2 separate regions of the Callithrix jacchus genome follow, and region 2 is linked to region 1. A link is a contact called in public Hi-C data. All regions are on one chromosome and are shown on one strand. Each heading gives the region's core, a stretch centred on a gene start, on an enhancer-like site or on the middle of the called end of the contact. The rest is flanking DNA. Distances are from core to core; before and after follow the strand shown. Region 1 overlaps EEIG1 (estrogen-induced osteoclastogenesis regulator 1). Region 2 has its middle 22 kb from the start of NAIF1.

What was found. Hi-C and Micro-C count contacts between places; a contact is called where the count stands out from the background.
Region 2: a contact with region 1 is called in a Hi-C map of induced pluripotent stem cells, with 3 times the contacts expected there. The contact joins two enhancer-like sites. A contact is called at or near these places in 3 of 3 Hi-C or Micro-C datasets (induced pluripotent stem cells and skeletal muscle).

What each region holds. Positions count from the first base shown.
Region 1 is chr1:176,580,489-176,583,188 of calJac240_pri, forward strand. The region is part of intron 1 of EEIG1 (estrogen-induced osteoclastogenesis regulator 1); the gene reads right to left. Among named protein-coding and RNA genes, the nearest start is that of DPM2, 16 kb to the left of the region's middle. Within about 2 kb of position 1,268, at least 9 of the 16 cell types and tissues checked have an H3K27ac peak or open chromatin away from gene starts, as enhancers often do.
Region 2 is chr1:176,661,568-176,664,267 of calJac240_pri, forward strand. No RefSeq gene overlaps it. Among named protein-coding and RNA genes, the nearest start is that of NAIF1, 22 kb to the right of the region's middle. Within about 2 kb of position 1,299, at least 3 of the 16 cell types and tissues checked have an H3K27ac peak or open chromatin away from gene starts, as enhancers often do.

The DNA.
Region 1 (2,700 bases), core at 18-2,517:
CATAGGCATGCACATCCGCACCAGGGGACCCCATATGATACCAGGGACAGGGAAAGAGCCCTGTCCATCGGGAGTGAGGCAGTGGGGAGCTTCACTTTCACTCTGTGTCACAAAGTAGCTGTGTTTTCACAAGAACGTACTTGTGTAACTGTCGTTAAAAAAAATTATAAATGCTAGCAAAAACATAATAAAAATGAGATAAACATAAGGCAGGGGTGAGGGGAGCTGGAGCAGTTGTCCCTCCCCTGGAAGCCTGGCAACCTGCAGAGCCTCCCTCTGTTACCAGCGCTGCCCCCCGCCACCTTGCTCTGAGACCTTGGGCAGTTCTCTCCACTGCCATTACCTCCTCCAAAGCCAGGCTCTGCCAACTGCCTCGTGATTCTCACAACAGTCTTAGGCTGGACTACTCAGCCCATTTCACAGATGAAGAGACTGAGGCTAGGCAAGCTGCCCTGCACCTCCCAGCCAATAGATAGTAGAGCTAAACCTGAAGCCTACTTCACCACTAATAACAACGATGGCAATATGAACAAGAGCCGATGCCCACACAGCACTTCCCATGTGCCAGGCACTGTTCAAGGAACTTCATAAGAGCCAGCAGGCCCTGGAGCTTGCTCCAAGTGCCAGAGAAAGGTGCTCATGCCAAACCCTTCCAACCTCTGTCTGCAGCAGCCACATCCGCACCTGAAGAAACTGAGAGTCCCAAGGCTAAGACCCTTGCCTGAGGCCCACCACAGGTAAGAGCAGAACGGGGATTAACCCAAGCAGCTGGACTCCGGGTATAGAGACAGCGACCTGGGGGCCTCAGCTTCACCAACACTAAGCAGAAGGCTCTGGGCTTCCAGCCTTCCGGTGCCTCCTGAGTTGGAGAGCATGACTGCGCTGAAAAATTGAGCACCACTTTACTGGAGAGGTGTTTTGTGCTCTGGGAGTGAGTGGGAGCCAGTGGCAGGGCTCATCCAAGCCCCTCCCAACTGCTGCGGGGGCCTTGGCAGGATCTGGGGGTGGCAGCAGCACATGGCGGAGCCGAGCTCTGCATCCCCGAGCAGCTCCCCATCCCCACACAGCCTGCCTGGCAGAGCCCATGATCAGGAAGGGGTGGCCAGGAAGGGAGGAGACAGTGTGAGAGATGTTATCTCCAGCTCATCCCACCTAACCACCTAGGGGACAGTAAGGAAGTGAGCTGAGGAGAGTGGGTTAACTGCCAGATCGAGGCCAGCCAAGCCTCTCCTGAGCATTGGCAGGTTTGCTTTGCATGGCAGGCTTGTAAGGTGGGCTCTACGCCACCCATTCTACAGCTGAGAGCACTGAAGCTCCAAGAGAAAGCCATTCTACCTGCCACGCGTGTTCACATCCCCAGGGACTGGCAGAGCAGGATTTAAACCCAGGACTATCTGACTTCAGAGTCAGAGCTCTTAGTCGCCACATCAGCTCAGGGGCCATGGAGCACGGGAAAGCGTGGCAAGGAGAACCCGTGGAATTGTGGGGCCTGCAGTACCCTGCTCTGTTCCTGAGGCACCACCCAGGTCTCTGAGTGCCAAGCAGGTGCTGGTATGAGCCACCGCAGACTGCATTCACTCAGTGATGACTCAGTGTCACCAGGAGAGGGCAGGGAAGGGGTGAGTCAGGAAAGGTGACATTCAAGCTCAGGACAGAATGAGCTTGGGGAGTAGCCAGGTGGAGGAGAAGTTCCAGGAAGAGGGAACAGCATGAATGAGAAGGGAGTCCTGTTTCCTCAGCCCAATGAAAGCCCCTAAGCCTCACTTTCTAGAGGAGGCCCCTCCAGGCTCCACAAGGATTTAAGGATGTGACTAAGGCTTACTCTGTGCTCCTGCCAAGGCTGTGACAAGGGGCAACAGGGCAGCCAGACCTGGGCCACAGTCGCACACTCGCTGGGGCACATCACCCCTGTCATGGCCACTGTTGTGGGAGAGCTTAGTAAAATGAATCCTGCAAAGTGCCTGACCCGCTGAAGGCTCTGTGATGACACCAGGGACCAAGAGAACTCAGTCACCAGAATGCACAGAGCTTGTTAGGAGGGTGAGCTCCAACAATCCTCTGCAACCAAGACTGGGGACAAGCAGAAAAGGTCAGGGATGAAGACAGGGGAGGAAGGGACAGATCTAATCTCCGTAAGCAGGTGCCATAGGAGTGGGGGCCCTGGGCTGGGGGCATCGCCTGAGCCCAGTCATGCTGGCTCCACTTATTCAAACGACTGAGCACCAGCGTGTGCCAGGCCCTGTTCTAGGCACTGGGACCACAGCAGTGACTAGCTTACATTCTGGTGGGAGGAGAAAGACGACAACCAAATAAACAAGAAAAATACATAGTAGTGGAAAGGAAGAACTAAAACTATATTAACAGATGACTTGATCTTGTACACAGAAAATCCTTAAGGAATCCACTAAAAAACGATTTTATTTTATTTATTTATTTTTTGAGATGGAGTTTCACTCCTGTTGCCCAGGCTGGAGTGCAATAGCACAGTCTTGGCTCACTGCAACCTCCGCTGCCCTGGTTCACGTGATTCTCCTTCCTCAGCCTCCCGAATAGCTGGGATTACAAGAGCCCACCACCATGCCCGAAGAATTTTGGTATTTTTAGTAGAGATGGGGTTTCACCATGTTGGTCAGGCTGGTCTCAAACTTCTGACCTAAGGTGATCCACCTGCCTTGGCCTCCTAAAGTGCTGAGATTAGAG
Region 2 (2,700 bases), core at 49-2,548, 81 kb after region 1:
ATCGCTTGAACCTGGGAGGAGGAGGTTGCAGTGAGCTGAGATCGCGCCACTGCACTCCAGCCTGGGCACAACAGAGCGAGACTCTGTCTCAAAAAAAAAATTGTTTAATGATCGCAGTTGTGCTATGAAAGGGGTCAGCCATAGGAGTGACTGTGTCTGGAGTCACATAGGGCTGCCTGGAGGAAGTTGCATCTGAGTTGTGATGAATGAATAAGAACTCTCCAGGGAGAGTCAGAGAAACAGGCAAGGTAGAGGCAAGAGCATTTACAATGGCCCTGGGGTTGGAGGAAGAGTTAGGGGCCCCCTGCACTGGAAGGCGGTGTGGCTGGCGTCCGATGGATGAGGGCAGCACGGCAGGAACTGAAACCAGAGAGGTAGGAAGGAAGAGAGATCACACTCAGCCTTCTCCCAAAGTGCAACGAGGAGCCACGGCAGGGCTTTATGTATGTATGTATGTATGTATGTATGTATGTATGTATGTATGTATGTAGCCGGAGTTTCACTCTCGTTACCCAGGCTGGAGTGCAATGGCGCGATCTCAGCTCACTGCAACCTCAGACTCCTGGGTTCAAGCAATTCTCCTGCCTCAGCCTCCTGAGTAGCTGGGACTACAGGCACGCGCCAGCACACCCCGCTAGTTTTGTATTTTTAGTAGAGACGGGGTTTCACCATGTTGACCAGGATGGTCTCGATCTCTTGACCTCATGATCCACCCACCTCGGCCTCCCAAAGTGCTGGGATTATAGGCATGAGCCACCGCGCCCGGCCAAGGGCTTTAAACCGAGAAAGAAACTGAGTCACAGAAAATGATGGAGCTGGCCGTGCACAATGGCTCATGCCTATAATCCCAGCACTTTGAGAGGCCGAGGCAGGTGGATCACCTGAGGTCAGGAGATTGAGACCAGCTTGACCAACATGGTGAAACCCCGTCTCTACTAAAAATACAAAAATTGCCCAGGCCTGGGTAATCCCAGCTATTAGGGAGGCTGAGGCACGAGAATCACTTGAACCAGGAGGCAGAGGTTGCAGTGAGCCAAGATCACGCCATTGCACTCCAGACTGGGCAACAAGACTGAAACTCTATCTCAAGAAAAAAGAAAGAAAGAAAGTGATGGAACTAGAAGTAGGCCTCAGGTCTGGCTATTTCTGACACCTGTGCTTTCAATTCCCACTGGATTGTGCCCACTGGAGGGGCCAGAGGGAACTGAGTCTCTGATCTATCTCCTTCACTGCCCAGCTAGGGAAACTGGTCCCGAGGAAGGGGAAGGGCTTGCCCTAAGTGGCACAGCAGGGCAGGATGTAACGTAGAACCCAGGTCTCCAGGCTCCCAGATGCCCTCTCACATCAGTCCTCAGTAGACCTCGACAGACCTTGGCCAAAGCCCCAGCTCCCTGAGTTCCAGGAAAATTATTGCTGCTTGAAGAGCAAAGGGTTGTCCCTTCTTAGGGTCCAGGAAGCTGTGTCAGCCCTGTCCCCAGTTCCCAGTTTGCACTGGTGGTAGCTGGTTAGAACCTGAAGCCCAGAGCCCTCCCATGGCCAGGTCAGGGCCACAGTGGATCTGGACTCTGGATGCAATAGAGTGAGACCTGTACACACCTTCCTCCACCCACTCTGCTGGGGACGGATTGAATTCCAGCTCCACTGACCTCACAGGCTCTCTAAGCCTTCCACCCATGCTTGACCACATAAGGGCTCTGAGTCACCTGGGGACAAGAACCCAAGGACGGCCAGCCAGCCAAGCGTGTCTGCAGTCCCTCCCTTCAGCAAAACCCCCAGGACTGAAGATCCTGGACAACCTACTGTTCTTGTTTATTTTTTCTGGAAAAATTTCTGGAACTGAACTGAACATACTGAGTCAAAAGAACTTTGCATCTCAAGATTTTTTGAGACATCATCAGCAAATTGTTCTCCTGGGGTTTTGCACCAATTTGCACCCCTTCTAACAGTCTGAGGAATGCTTCCCCTACCTGCTATCTGGGCCCTCTTTTTTGTCTTTACTAGTCCAATAGGCCACACCTCTCGCTGTTATAATTTGCACTGTCATTGAAGAGAGATTCTCAGACTCCACTGTCTGTGGAGCTTGCTAGAAAAATGGAAAGGCAGCAGGGCAAGGTGGCTCATGCCCGTAATCCCAGCACTTTGGGAGGCTGAGGCAGGCCAATCACCTGAGGTCAGGAGTTCGAGACCAGGCTGACCAACATGGTGAAACCCCATCCCTACTAAAAATGAAAAAATTAGCCAGGCATGGTGGTGGACACTTGTAATCCCAGCTACTCCGGAGTCTGAGGCAGAAGAATTGCTTGAACCTTGGAGGCAGAGGTGGCAGTGAGCCACAATCACGCCACTTCACTCCAGCCTTGGCCACAGAGTGAGACGCTGTCTCAAAAATAATAATAATATTGAAAAAAAAAAGAAAGGCAAGCACAAACTGGAAGAAAATATTTGTAAAAAATATATCTGACAGAGAACTTGTAAACAGATATAAAAAGAATTCTTTTTTTTTTAACCCAATAGTAAATAACCAACCAAATACAAAGAAAAAAAATTTTTTTTTGAGATAGAGTCTCGCTCTGTCGCCCAGGCTAGAGTACAATGGTGCGATCTCGGCTCACTGCAACCTCCACTTCCTGGGTTCAAGCGATTCTCCTGCCTCAGACTCCCGAGTAGCTGGGACTACAGGCGCGTGCCACCATGACTGGC